Regions from separate parts of the Capsicum annuum genome. Here region 1 is linked to region 2. A link is a contact called in public Hi-C data. All regions are on one chromosome and are shown on one strand. The core of a region is the stretch at or near the end of the contact, and the rest is flanking DNA. Distances in the headings are between cores, read along the strand shown. Region 1 holds the start of LOC107869496. Region 2 has its middle 8.7 kb from the start of LOC107867401.

Region 1 (7,135 bases), core at 1,781-4,280, 51 kb after region 2:
GATCATATCAGTCAAGGCCCAGTGGAAATGGATACTAGGCCACAAGTCAATCTAACAATCAGTTTTTAGCTCATAACTTTACTGGGAACCAGTCAAGAGTGGACACAAGTTGCACAAATGTAGCAGGTTCATCTAATGGTCAAGGGAGCAAGGACATCAATAATGCAGTGGTAGCCAAAGAACAAGGTCTCTCAGATGAAGAGTACAGACAAATCATGGCATTACTGAATAAAGATGCATATGATTCAAAACAGGTCAACATGTCAGGTATAGTTACTTGTTTATCAATACATGTTGTTCCACATGAATGGATAATAGATTTTGGTGCAACACATCATGTTGCTGCACATAAAAATATATTCTCACAGTGTCATAAGTTAGTTAATACAGAAAAAGAAATGGCGAATCTTCCTACTGGAGCCAAGGTAGACATTTCACACATTAGAGAGACACAAATCCTAAATGATGAAACTGTTAGAGATGTGTTATTTGTCCCTGACTTTAAACTCAATCTATTGTCAGTGTAAAAAATGACCAAGCAACTTTCATGCTTTGTGTCATTCTACCCTGATTTCTGTGTATTTCAGGACCTTCGCACTGGCAAGGTGAAGGGGATTGGTAAGGAAAAAAGGGGATTATAGAAGGTCGGTAGATTGAATGAAGCACATGGAAGAAATTCTCAAAGGTTGCTATTGCTGAAGTAGATATGCAGGACTGCAACTTATGGCATAAGAGGCTTGGGAACCCTTCTTCTCAGTTTTTACAGTAACTTAGTCTACTAAGACACACGACAGACTTAGAGGTCCTAAATAAGTGTCATGTCTGTCCACTAGCTAAATAAACTAGACTACCATTTCCTGTTTGTGATTCTAGAGCTGTGAAGCCTTTTGATGTAGTACATATGGATCTTTGGGGGCCTTACAAAGTACTTACTTTTGATAAGAAGCGTTACTTTCTGACTGTAGTAGATGATCATAGTAGATACACTTGGATTCACTTGTTACAGTTGAAATCTTAATGTATTATGGCTATTAAGAATTTCTTGAATATGATAAGGAATCAATTTGGTGCTCAAATAAAAGTTTTCAGATCAGATAATGGAACAGAATTTATAAGCTCACAATGTAAAGAGTTGTTTCAATCCTTGGGTGTATTACATCAAAGTAGCTGCCCTTACACATCACAAAGAATGGGATTGTTGCTTTCTCTGTGTAATTGATACAATCTCATTCTGTTAACCTTGTCAAACCTTTCCTTGATATCTTCCCATACTTCAAATGCACTTGTAGCATACACAATACCACTTAGCAACTCAGCACTTACGGAACTCATCAACCAAGACAACACAATTGCATGACATATCTCCCATTGCTCATGTAATCTTCTCTATACACATTCCAGTCACAAAACCATATTTTCGTTTGCCTAGTAATGTAATTTTCATGGATCTACTCTAGATTCCATAATTTTTTGACCCAATCAACTTCATTAGAATCAATGGAGCACCAGCAATATCCGATGCTCCCAGAAACAAAGGATTTGTAGGATCGATCTTAGGTGCCATTACTTTATTATTCAGAAAACACTCAGAATTCTAACTTCAGCTTACAAAAAAATAGAGATCTACTTTCTCCCTACTGATACTAGCATAGAATCCAAAATAAAATGGAGTAATGATACTTTCTCTAAACCTCCATGGATCGTTGCTTTGATACCATGTTAAACTGATGCATTACAATACTCACACACACACACGGAAGCCATTGAGGCAGAGAAGAAAAGAAAGGAAAGAGCTAAGAGATTGTTATTCAAGTGCTAAGATCATACAATGAGGAGTGAATGGTTGCTATTTATATGCTCACATGTATGTCACATGAGCTTCTAAACATTCCTAACTAACTCTAACAACTTGAACAACTAATCTAATCAGCAACCACTAACTTGATGCCTTCACTAACTTCACTAACTAACTAGGCTAACTAACTTATTCTCAATGAAATAGTAAAAAACAAAGAAACAGTAAAAATGAGCTAACTTGAGCTGAAGAACTAACTCAAATATGATCAACATCTAATACATTTTAATAGGTTTCTTCCCCGTTAATTGTTGAAGTTCCAATTTTGAGACGATTTCTTATGAATCCTTCTCGGTATGATTTCATTTATCTTCGTTAGGCTCGATTGGCACCTTTGTTACCTGAATTCATCTTTTCTTTCTTCGAATTGATTTGTAAAATTTGAAATTTGTGCATTTCGCTTGAGAATTTTCATTTAATTCTTAGCGATTAATGATTGTTTGTTCATTTGGATTGACATATGTTTAAAAGTCCCAAATTCTACCAACTTTTATTGACCTTAATTCTCCATATTTGGTACTAATTTTATTCTATTTTGAAACTCTTGTTCCCTTGGTCATTAATTGAAATTGTTGTTGAATTGATGCTATTAATGTTAAGGTTTTACTTTTTAGGATGAAATTACAATCTTGCTACTTCTCTTTGCTCAATTTGATTCATGACAGTCTTGGTGTGATAAAATTGGCTATTTGTAGATTCTTCTATGGTGTATTAATTCAAATTTTGTGAAAGGTCATTTAGACTTGTCCGTCCTTAGTAAAACTTTGGTCATTTTGGAATTGCTTTCTAGCTATTTCTAGTATGTCTCCACTTCTTTAATTGACCTCGCTGTGGTACTTGACCGATTATGATATATTTTGATTAATTTACAGATTATGGAATCATGGTAGTTAATAGATTACATGCCTTGATTTGAAATTATATGATAGCGTTATTCCTCGTCTATTTTTGATAAACTCATGATCTCTTTACTTATTCTCCTACCCTTATTCGATTTGGACATATTTTCTTTATTCATTTATGATAAACTTGACCAGCCTTAGGCCTAATTGATTCACTCTATTGTTTTAAGGAAAATAAATCTCTTTGATTGATTCCCTAATTTTTTAAAAGTTGAAACCAGGCCAAGAGGCCTATTATAAAGAACAAAAATAAACAGTCTTTACAAAGCCAGGTCCAAAAGTGACCTGGTCCAAACAAAATCAGATAAAAAAAGTTAAAGACAAATAAAAGTAAAAGGCAAAAAAATCTAATGCTAAAAAGGGTAAGTGCAGAGACTCCTAAGTCTCTGGAAAGAAACTCAACCAAAGCTCGACTTCACTCCACCATTTCCATGGCTGAGCTCAGTCCAAGACCTCTATTGAGGATTTCTTTCTTCCCAAAAGCCGATCCATTGTGCTGCTGCTTAATTGATGAAAATTCATTCAAACTTTAGCTCCCGATCAGCTTCATACTCCATTTGCAAATGTACATCTTCCCTACAGGTCAGAATGCCGTTACATCCCTTGTTTCTTGTATCTCTAATGTGTACTAACTCATATTTACCTCAAAATTGATGGATTGAACCTCACTTGAGGTTAATACCACCATCTAATCTAAAGATAAAAGAGGGTTCAGACACCTTAAACAGAGATAACATTTTCTTGTCGTTTTGCAGGTGTATGCTATAGTACCAAAATATTTTGATTGTGTCAATGCGAAGCCTAGCTATATCAGACTTGATTTGTTATCGGAGGTACACCCGAATATTCTCACAGGTGCGGCTATTCAAATCTATTGAAGTTTCTTTAGTCTGAATAGTACTGGAGCTTCATATTAATTTACCTTCAATTATAGGACTTGTAACATACACCTGCATCTTCTTAGATCTCACTGATTATTTATTGTTGCTGCCATTGTTTAAAACATGCACAACTATCCCTTTGTGTGTTGTATCTTCTAGATTGCTGTAAAATCACATATTCTATCTTCTAGATTCCCTGAATATTTTCTCCCTCACTAATTCCATGATTTGTTACTATTCATTGGCTATATTCTATGATTTGTTACTATTCATTGGTTATATAAAACAGACCTCTGTTCAATATTTTTTGGAGACTTTTCCTCCCACTTAAATATACTCTTAAAACTCTTTATAAGCATTACTCTCTCTGAAGTCTTTTGTTCTGGTTTTGCCCGTGACACACATTCTCTTCATTGGTCTCTGCTCCATTTACTAAAGTCTCACTGCTTTTTTGCTGCTAACTAGTTCGTTCTCTTAATGATGCATTTAGTTTCTGTCTGTAAGTTCTTTATAACTTCAAATCTTGCATTAGTTAAGCAGTTGGAAAGCTCGAATACCTTAAGCATTCTATGGAAAGCGTTAAGGTATGTCTTGGTGCTTTGTATGTGTTTATCATTTGTGAATAAACAGAAAAACATGCTTGTAGGGTGTCAGTCTAAACTTGAACCTTACTTTCCTGAATTTGTTTGTTGTGAATCACTCCGAGTATATGCAAGTTCTCCTCCCTTATAATTTTATCATATCGTGCTCTTCTTGTTTAATTTGATATGTCTCTTTATGTTTTACAAGAACCTGAACCTCGGTTGAAATTTTTGAAGAGTTGCCTGGGATATGAAAAGCTAAACGGGTTCTTTTGCCAAAGGCCTTTTATTTTGAGATTCCATTTTGTAGTATTTTTGTTCATTGATAGGTCTGTAATAATTATTGCATAAACATGGCTATATAATAAAGAATTGGGGCTGCTGGGAAAGGGCATTAGTTGCTACTTGCTTCACTTTCTCATGTTATAAGGCTGCTTGTCGGATCTGTTTGATAATGACCTGTCACATAGCATTAACACCGACATGTTATGTTCTGTTAATTACTTTTAGACACCTGTTGTGGTCTATCTATGCAACTATACGTGATCTAGCAACTAATATAGTGACTTTAGAATCGAATATTGAACCCACAAGGACAATTCTCTTAGCAATTTACTTGATTCAATTTTCAATAATATTTCAGACAAGTGATGTGATTTATCAAGAGGAAATTATATCTTTCTAATAGTGTGCAAAAAGAATAAAATATGACACTCACGATTTTGACTAAGGTTGTAAACAATATTGAGAGAAATTTTAGGGCTACAACAATTACCACAATCATATATAATATTTATCCATTTCAATGAAATTTATTTCTCAAATTGCGGGTTTGGGGTTAAGTGTAGGATTCATAAATGCTCATCCTTTAAATCACCTATTTGAACTATTCTCACAACTACATCGTTGAGCGGGAATGTGAATTTCTAATTCAAATGCTTTAAAACTTTTATCTCATTAATAATCAATTAAGGCAAACTAGGCATATCGTTATTTCAGTTACAAATCAACCCTAACTTTAGTAAGAGATGATCTTATTTCTCACACTCTTCGTCCTATCTTTACAATCCCATGGTCAGTTCATACAAGAATTACCCATTTATTCTAATGTTGGCCAGACACAAATAGTAAGCTTAAGAACATAAGCACAATTGAATGATAAGCAAACTTCATGGATTTAAATAAAATACTAAACAATCATGTTCTATCCGTAACCCCAGAACAAGGGTATTAACTACTCATAGTTTGAGGAAAAACACAAGAATCAATGTTAAATCATACCAAAATACGAAGTAGTTGAGTTACAAAATAAAGAACCCTTATGCTCTATATTTTTCTCTCAAAAAATTGTAAACTAATGAATGCAAGTCGTCCTTAGGGTATTTATAGAGGTGGACCCTTTTGAACCCAAGCCTATTAGGACTTGGCTAAAATTTAACGAATTCCATCTACCCTCAAATCTCCGTGATATGCCATCCAATGCACAAACATGAGCTGCGCGACGCGGGCCTACCTACCTCCAAGGAGCCTAGCTGCGTGGCTTAGTGCTTTATTTAGCTACAAGATAGCCCTCGTATTTCATATCGTACTCATGCATGCTTCTCCTATCGTTTTTATTTCCTTCCAATCGTATTTATCCTGAAAAATGTTAATCATATTTTAGTTCGTCTACATCAATATGTCATAAGGTAAAAGCAAATATATGCATTTATTCTCAAAACTAGGCTAAGATATGGGTAAAATATGACACAGGTGTATAAATACGCCCAATATCACAACCCCACACTTAAAGCCTTGTTCGTCCTCGAATAACTCTTTACACTTAGGTTCAACAAGAAAGTATCTAGCATCACTAGTTGAAACAAAATACACAAGCCAATCCCGACAACGACTAATATGAATAACAGGCTTTACTATAAGAATGTCACTTTGTAACTTTGAACACATGTCTGACCATTCAAAACCTCTTAACATCAAGAATTGACTCTTACAAAATTAGCAAAATCATGCACATTACTTAACCAAGGAATCATATAAATCACCCATCTATCATTAAACATACTCTCTTACAATAATAGAGTCATACCAATATCACTCATCAACATGCAATTTAATACAAGATTGGGTGTAAGAATAGAATATCACTCATTCCCAAAAAGAATTTAGATGCAACATAAGATGAACCATTTACTCGCCCTTAGTGTAATACTCCAATAATATAAGAATATCAAAACTCAAGATCAAGTATGACTTTAAGGGTTGTGATGTAGGCTAAGGGACGAGTAGGAGCTATTTTGATTAGAAATAGCGATTAACTTTTCCAAGCACTTTAATAAACCACACTTTCTTTAAACTCACAAACTAACCTAATTTTCACCACTTTTAGGGCTTATTTGTTTCCACTTGATGAAGGTCTGAATCTGAATGGTTCAGACTTCAGACCATTAAGTGCATTTGTTTTTATTAAGATTTTATCTCTTAATAGGTCTTAATCATTCAGATTTAGAATCAAGTTTTAATAGGTCTGAAGATGTATAATGATGTTGGATAATATTCACCACCACTCTATTCATAGTCATTAGTCACCACCTCTGCCACCGCCATCATTGTCAACCGCCACCCACCACCACTAACCACCTCCACCATCACAACCACCATATACAACAAATATCACCACCAACCACTATTGTTAATTGCTACTACACCTACTACCTCTATTATTCTAATTCTATTTAACGTTACCACCACCATCATCAACCACTACCGAACAATCCCTACTATCGACCAACTCATCTATCACAACTAGCACCACCACTAACTACTACTAACACATCACAAGCTCCACATTTTCTTCGGCGGCCACCACCATTGTCACTAGTAACGCCACCTCTACCATCACTTCAATCACTATCACCG
Region 2 (7,445 bases), core at 4,358-6,857:
TACATATGCAGTATATTTATGTGTTCACTGGCAGTTACATATGTTTTCAGTTGTTTGTATTTATAATGTACATATGCAATATTTTATGTGTATAAAACATGCACTCTTATGTGTATTTTTTTCATATGCAGGCCATATATTTTCATTGGCATATAATGTACTAGATTCTGAAAATGATGCATCTTTCAAAATTACACACTATTGATATTTTTTCGTTAGTAAAAAATACATATGTTTTATGCATAAAACTACGTTTGCATGTAATATAAGAAATCATACGTATTTTCGAAAAAATATATTTACGTTAGACATAAATACGAATGCAAACTGAAATGAACATATGTTTTAATCATAAATATGTATTGTTCAAAAACTCAATTGCAAATCTGTAAAAATACATATGTCTGTATGTGTATTAGCTAGATAAAAACATATGGATATCTTGTAAAAAAAATACATATGTATTATTGATGGATATATACACATAATTAGAAAATACATATACATTATTCATAAATATTCAGAAACTTACTTATTGATATATGCATTGCAGACAAAAACATATACAGAAGAGTATGAATACATATGCATATCAAGAAAATTATATTTTCAGACTTGTAAATTGAAATACATATGTACATTGAAATGAACATGTGTATTATTCATAAATACACATATGACATTCTGCTTCAGTCCACAATAACTATGCTTTGTTCAAAAATATATGTGTAATTCTGTAAAAATACATATGTATATATAATCATAACCAAAAAATACATATGCATTAGACATAAATACATATGTAAAACTGGATACAAAAGTTCATAAGAACATATTTCTAACATTTACATAAACTAACCATGAAAATATTGGATTTTGAAAAATTAAACATCAAAAATCTTAATGTAACAGTAAATAAATATTAATATATCATCTTTGAACATTAAAGTAACATATAAAACTTAAAAAATATTCAACATATTGTTTATCCACCTAATGTTAACTATTGTAAACTTCAACAAAATAAAAATACACATCAAAGATCATGCACTTCAATATCTTCTGTTATCCCAATTTTTTGAGGAGTCCTCATTGGTGCTTCATCATCACTTTGTACCTTCGCTTCTTGTTTCCTCGAACCATAATCCCATAAAAGGAAAGCATATCTTCTGCGAATAAGATCTGGATTAAAACTAACAGATGGAACACCTTAATTAAAAGTAAGACACTCAGCATATGTCACCATATATAAGCCACAATCCCTGCAAATACATATATCAATAAATAAGAACCTGTTATATAATTAAGATGTTTACGAAAATACATCTTAAAGTTACATTACATCTTAAAGTTACATCACTGGTCCATATCTTAGTTATCAAACATCAAAGTACAAACATTGTCATCATCTCATGAATAACAAATACAACTGAGCAAAAAATAAAAATGTTAGCAATAACAAAAAAAAAGACATATCTAACTTGTAACAAATACATTTCATATATTTCAAGCAAACCAACTACGTATGTATTTTATTTATACATAACTGGTACAAAAATCATGCTTATTTAAAAGAAAGAAGTACATACCATAGTCAAAATTCAATGATAATAAATACAGCTTAACATCAAATACAAATCTTAGCAGTAAACAAAACAAAAATATATCTAAACTGTAGCATGCATATACTTTACATGTCAAAACAGTGTCATTTATGTATTTACAGAATATATATTATACTTATATTACAACATATACATATGTATTTTATGAATGGTCCAAATTTAAGTAACCAGAATATAATACAACTGAACATCAAATACAAACCTTATCAGTAACAAATATAAATATCTTACACATATCTTAAATACAAATACATATAAAAAATATACAAAATACATAACATATACAATTCTATCAGTAACCAACCTTTGTACAAAATAATATCTTACATATAACAGATATAAAATAAATACAATTAGGAACTACAATTTCATATCTTAACAACACATTAGGGACTACAATTCCATATCTTAACAAAACTGAAAAATAAATACACACCTAATAAATTGTATATATAAAATATATATATATGAGCATGTTGTTCAGAAACTATTAAATTTACAAATAGCATCATACCTCCTCCACTTTCTATTCTTCAGATTCGAAATCAGATGAAACAGGACTTGTAATTTTACAAGATTCATCTTTTTCAGCGATTTTTAAATTTTTGTAGGTTTTGGGGATGAAGATTTTCTCAAATCTTTTCGTTTTATATTTTTCACAAAATTTTTCGGATTGTTACGGCGCTTCAATCTCACTTTTTCACTGCTAACACCTCCCTTAGGCTGAATATTAGTAGAACACAAGTTAAAATCTTCATCTTGTGTTAACCCAAGACTAAACGATGATAGTTCATCTGAAACCAAATTCATCGGAAACCAAATTCATCGGTTGATTACTTTTAATGAAACTACTACGATTTGCATGTTGTGTCATTATAACGGAACTTCAAAAAATTTCAACCCACACACAAAAAAAAAACTAACAGACTAAATCGGTGAAGAAGAATGAAAAATTTGAAAAAATAGTTCGACGATAAAATACATAAAGAAATTTATATGAAAAATGTAGCTTGCATTAACTTTAAAATAAACTTACCTTAATTGAAGGATGCAATGTTTATCAATATCTTGAGAGATAAAAATAATTTTTGAAAAAAAATAAAAATTGCAGATTGTTGGGAATTGGATTTGGTAAAGTAGCTTGAAAAATGAATGGGTAAAAAAAGGAGTTCAATGCACACACTTTTCTCTAACAAAGATAAAATATTGCTATATTTTGTTATTAGTTGTAATTTTGAGAAACTATTGCTATTAATTGTAATTAATGTCTTAGGATTGTTAGTTTATGTAATTTTTTCTTTATTAATTTAGTGGTATAGAATGGGCCTCCTAATCTCATATCTCTTTAGAGTTTTTCCCTACTGTATATTTGGAGAGTAGAGAAAGAGGCTTTCCTTTTTCTAAAAATTACATAAATACACAACTTATGTTTCTAATATTACAAAAACTTTCAACTCACTAAATATATTACAAAAAATCCCAACATATATACAGAATGTTATGTATATGTCGGCTATGTTGTGTATATTAATAGGGAGAGAGAGTAAAGTAATTAAAAAAGTGGGAGAGAATGTAATTACTTTCAAAAGAGTTGATATTTATGTTATTTATACATAATTTTTTTATTCAAATATTGTCATCAGCGTACTTGCTCTGCTCCCTTCTGTATTAGTACATATATTAGTAATATATGTATTAATACTATATAATTTATTGGATTTTAAATGTTTGAAGGATATTTTGGTACATCTGTTACGAGGGTGTCTGGATTAAATTATAATTTGATCAAAATAGCTTAAAAATTATTTTTGAATTTTAGGAGTATTTGGCAATTTAAAAAATTAATTAAAAAAAATCAATTGACTTTTTATAAGTCAAAAACTAGAAGTTGGTCATTACCTACTTATTTTTTTTAGCTTATAATCTATTGAAAGATGACCAAGTAACTATTTTTGTATCCCTTATAATTTTCATTTATTTCAAAATTACCCTCTTGTAGTCCATTTGATTTTTTTAGTTTATAATCGATTAATGCATGTATTAATTAAACATTTCTACTTTTTGTATTTATGACGAACTTAACTCTAGCCATATTAGTAAGTACCTCTTTTGTATGAAACTTTTAATTTATGAAATATAATTTTTATGTATTATTTTCCTTCTTTAATATATTCTTTTAAATTTGGACAATTATTATTGTACAACATATGAATTTCTCTAAGAAATAAAACTCACCAACCAAGATATAGGGAGAACACTCATTGAAGTTATACAACTTCATGAACAATTAGTGAATGATTCATGTATATTTGACGACACAACGTTTGTATTCGACAATATTTTAATAATGATATAGTCATTACTCAATCAACGAGTAATATATTTTCAATTAAGAGTCATTTTAGCAAACAAATAATATCATTTGTGATTAACTATTTATCTATTAATATAATTATAATGATTAGTAACACATATATTTTGTTTGATGATTTAAACTCTTTTAACCAAGGAAAAAAAATTTTAGCGCACAAATTTAATAGTCATTCATGAAAATAAATGTCTCCCAGTCATTAATTATGAAATTGCATCACTATGTACAGTGTTATCAAAAGTGGGGGAAAACAACTAAGGCTGCATAAAATTTGTCTTTAAAATAAAAATTAATAGATATATAAACACTAAATTCTAATATTATATTAACAATATCTCTCTCTCTCTCTCTCTCTATATATATATATATATATATATATATATATAAAATTAAAAATGAATTAAAAATATATATATTAATTTTAATTTAAATCATTTTAGAAATAAAAATTAATAGTAATCAACTCTACATATTGTTAACAGCTTTAAGGGTATTTAAGATATTTTGACTAAAAAGAATGTTTAACAACAGTTGTTTATCAAACACATCAATAATTTTTTTTCAGTTTCAGCACTTTTATCCAAATACGTAACTGTTTATTTTTACAATAAGTTTCAGCACTTTCAAAAGCACTTTTAAATAATTTTTTAAAAACTACTTTTTTTTAGCTTATCCAAACGGGCTCTAAATCTTTATTTTAAGATATTAAGATTCAAATTTTTTTTTTTTTTTACTTTTTTTTAATTTTATGTCAAGTTAAAATCAAACACAATTTAAAACGGAGGAAATACTTGTGTGGTAATCACAATTAACTGGCATATGGCGCAGCAAGTTCGAACTTATGGTGAAACTTGACACTATACACTACCTTTGCAATTTGCGTTTTCTCTTGCCATTAGATTAAGAGTCTCAACATTAAATTAATGGAAATATCTGAAGTTGAGCTTCAAGCAGAAGGATTTTCAAACATCTTTTAGTGTTGTGATTGTGAGGTTTAAAAACTAGATCGGTATCTCAACAGCATGAGAAAATCATAGCTGTTATTATTATTTTCTCCGTTCCATTTTATTGTGTCGACTTTTGATTGAACACGAAATTTAAAAAATGAGTGATGACTTTGTAAAGTTTGTAAAATTGCCCTTCTTAAATTTGTTTTTTAGTTGTCTTTTCTTATTAAATGAGATTTAATAAGGATAAAATGAGAATGTTGTCATTAAATAGTTATACTAAATAAGAAAAAATGATACTTTTTTGGGATGGACTAAAAAGGAAATGGTGACACATAAACTGAGACGGAGAAAATAGTACTCCCTCCGTCTCAAATTATCCATCCCAACTTGAGATGACACATTGATTAAGAAAAATAATTAATAACATGTTTAGTTTACCATAATACCCATATTAAATGATGTTTACATTTCAATTTGAACAAAAAATAATTAATGCAAAGGGTAAAACATGATTTTTTTTAATTTCTTCTTGATTAATAAAAAAAAATAAGTAAAATGAGAAATCAAATTAGAAAATTTGAGACAGATAATTTGAAACGATGAGAGTATTTATTATGCATAGAGTCAATATGGCCCCAGGCATGATTCACTTACCACAAATCCCTGCTCTAAATAAGTGACAGATCCTGTACTCCCAAGTAGTAATTGACAGTCAACGCGACTGACGAATCCAAAAATAATTAAAACTGTTTATTTTTCAAGCATTGTTTTACTTGAAAGTCTATCTGAATTAAAATTTCAAGTAGAGGTAAAACAACATATAATTCACTTTCCCAAAAACTCCAGATTACCATAGATATGTTGTTGTTATTTCCATTATCATTAGATAATAACAACATAAATAAAGAAAAATGCATAGATTATAACATCAAAAAACTAGTCATGACAACTACTTAAAGAATGAAAATTTATGAACTTTCCTAGGGGTTTGGGTTGTAAGTGACAAAAAAGTTTTAAAATAAGGTATAAGTGACACATGTCTTAATAATTGAGTGGAGGTGACAATTACTTTATTATGGATTAAGAAAGTTGAAAAACTTTGAAAATAACCCACAAGTTTTTTAATTTACACTTTGATCCAAATATTTACCTAATATAACGGAAAACGAAGGAAAAAAAGCGCATTTCTCTCTCTTCTCACCCGTTGTTGTTTTCTCTCTCTTCACGATTATTGTTGCTGCTGCTTTATCCATCATCTTCTGCTTCATTATCATCATCTTCTACTTCATTATCATCTTCATCTTCTTCTTGTTGACCATTTTTGTTATTGTTGTTGTTGTTACCGCTACTGTTGCTATTTGACCGATTTCTTAGGTCAAATTTTATTTTGTACATCACTTTCTACTTTGGCATTACTTCATAGGAGACTTTTGGTAAGTCAAATTATGATTTTTAGTTGAATTTGTCATCTGGGTAACTGCTATTGTGCCTTTTTTCAATAATAAATAGCATGCGAATATGAATGCAGCATAAGAGCCATCTGTTTAAATAATATGTTTCAACGGAAGACTCATATGTTGGATTCATGTTTATTATTATATGGTACCGTAACATGAATCGAGTAGATGGGTAATCTGTTGCAACAGATGACCCATTTGTTACAACAGATTAGTTGTCTGGTGCAACATGATAAATATCTGTTGCAACAGATTAGTAACCTGTTGCAACAGAACCTGAACTTGATTCCAACAGATGTATTGTCTGTTGCAATAAGGTATCTGTTGTAACATATTATTAACCTATTGCAATAGAACCTGAACTCGATTTCAACAGACAGTAAATATCTATTATAATATATTAGTAACCTGTTGAGATAGAACCTGACCTCGATTCTAATAGATCGCCGTCTGTTGCAACAGGTAAGTCATATGTGGCAACATGTTAATTATTTGTTGCAACATGTCACTCATTTATTGAAATTAGCTTCAAAGGTGCCTCAGTACTATAACATCTATCCTAATAGGCGTTTCATCTGTTGCAACAGATATATATCTGTTGCAACATATGATTCACCGGTTATAATAGATGGCTCGTCTATTAAAATCAACTTCAGGAGCGTAACATGAATCCCAACAGGTAAGTAATCTATTGCGACTGATTATACATTTGTTGAGATTCATTTAAGACACTATGAAATCACTATTAACTTTTTTTAACAAATGACTTTATTTAGGTACCATTAATTGAGGGATCAATAACAATAAGGGTGGATTGTCATGGTTAATGAATCGAGAAGAGCAATCGATATGTATGGTATTGGAAGGAGGGTGAAATGCTAGAGATGATAGCTATGACAGTCCAAAGTGATATTTCGTATGATGATTTTATGAACTTAATCATCAGCTACTGTGGACTGAATTATCAACCAGAAGAACTCATCATCAGCTACATGCATAGCTCCTTTGAAACTCAGAGGGTACTGCCTTTCAAGATAATCGA

The links. A called contact is a pair of places that touch in the nucleus more often than the background predicts.
Region 1: a Hi-C map of pericarp shows a contact between it and region 2, with 2.1 times the contacts expected there. The contact joins the promoter of LOC107869496 here to the enhancer-like site in region 2. A contact is called at or near these places in 2 of 5 Hi-C or Micro-C datasets (pericarp and placenta).

The regions. Positions count from the first base shown.
Region 1 is chr1:98,061,384-98,068,518 of UCD10Xv1.1, forward strand. LOC107869496 reads left to right here and starts at 3,031. Exons shown (of 3, transcript XR_007052182.1): 1 at 3,031-3,339; 2 at 3,513-3,612.
Region 2 is chr1:98,008,109-98,015,553 of UCD10Xv1.1, forward strand. No RefSeq gene overlaps it. Among protein-coding and RNA genes, the nearest start is that of LOC107867401, 8.7 kb to the left of the region's middle. Within about 2 kb of position 5,608, at least 3 of the 5 cell types and tissues checked have an H3K27ac peak or open chromatin away from gene starts, as enhancers often do. A contact at or near this core is called in pericarp, where this site is marked.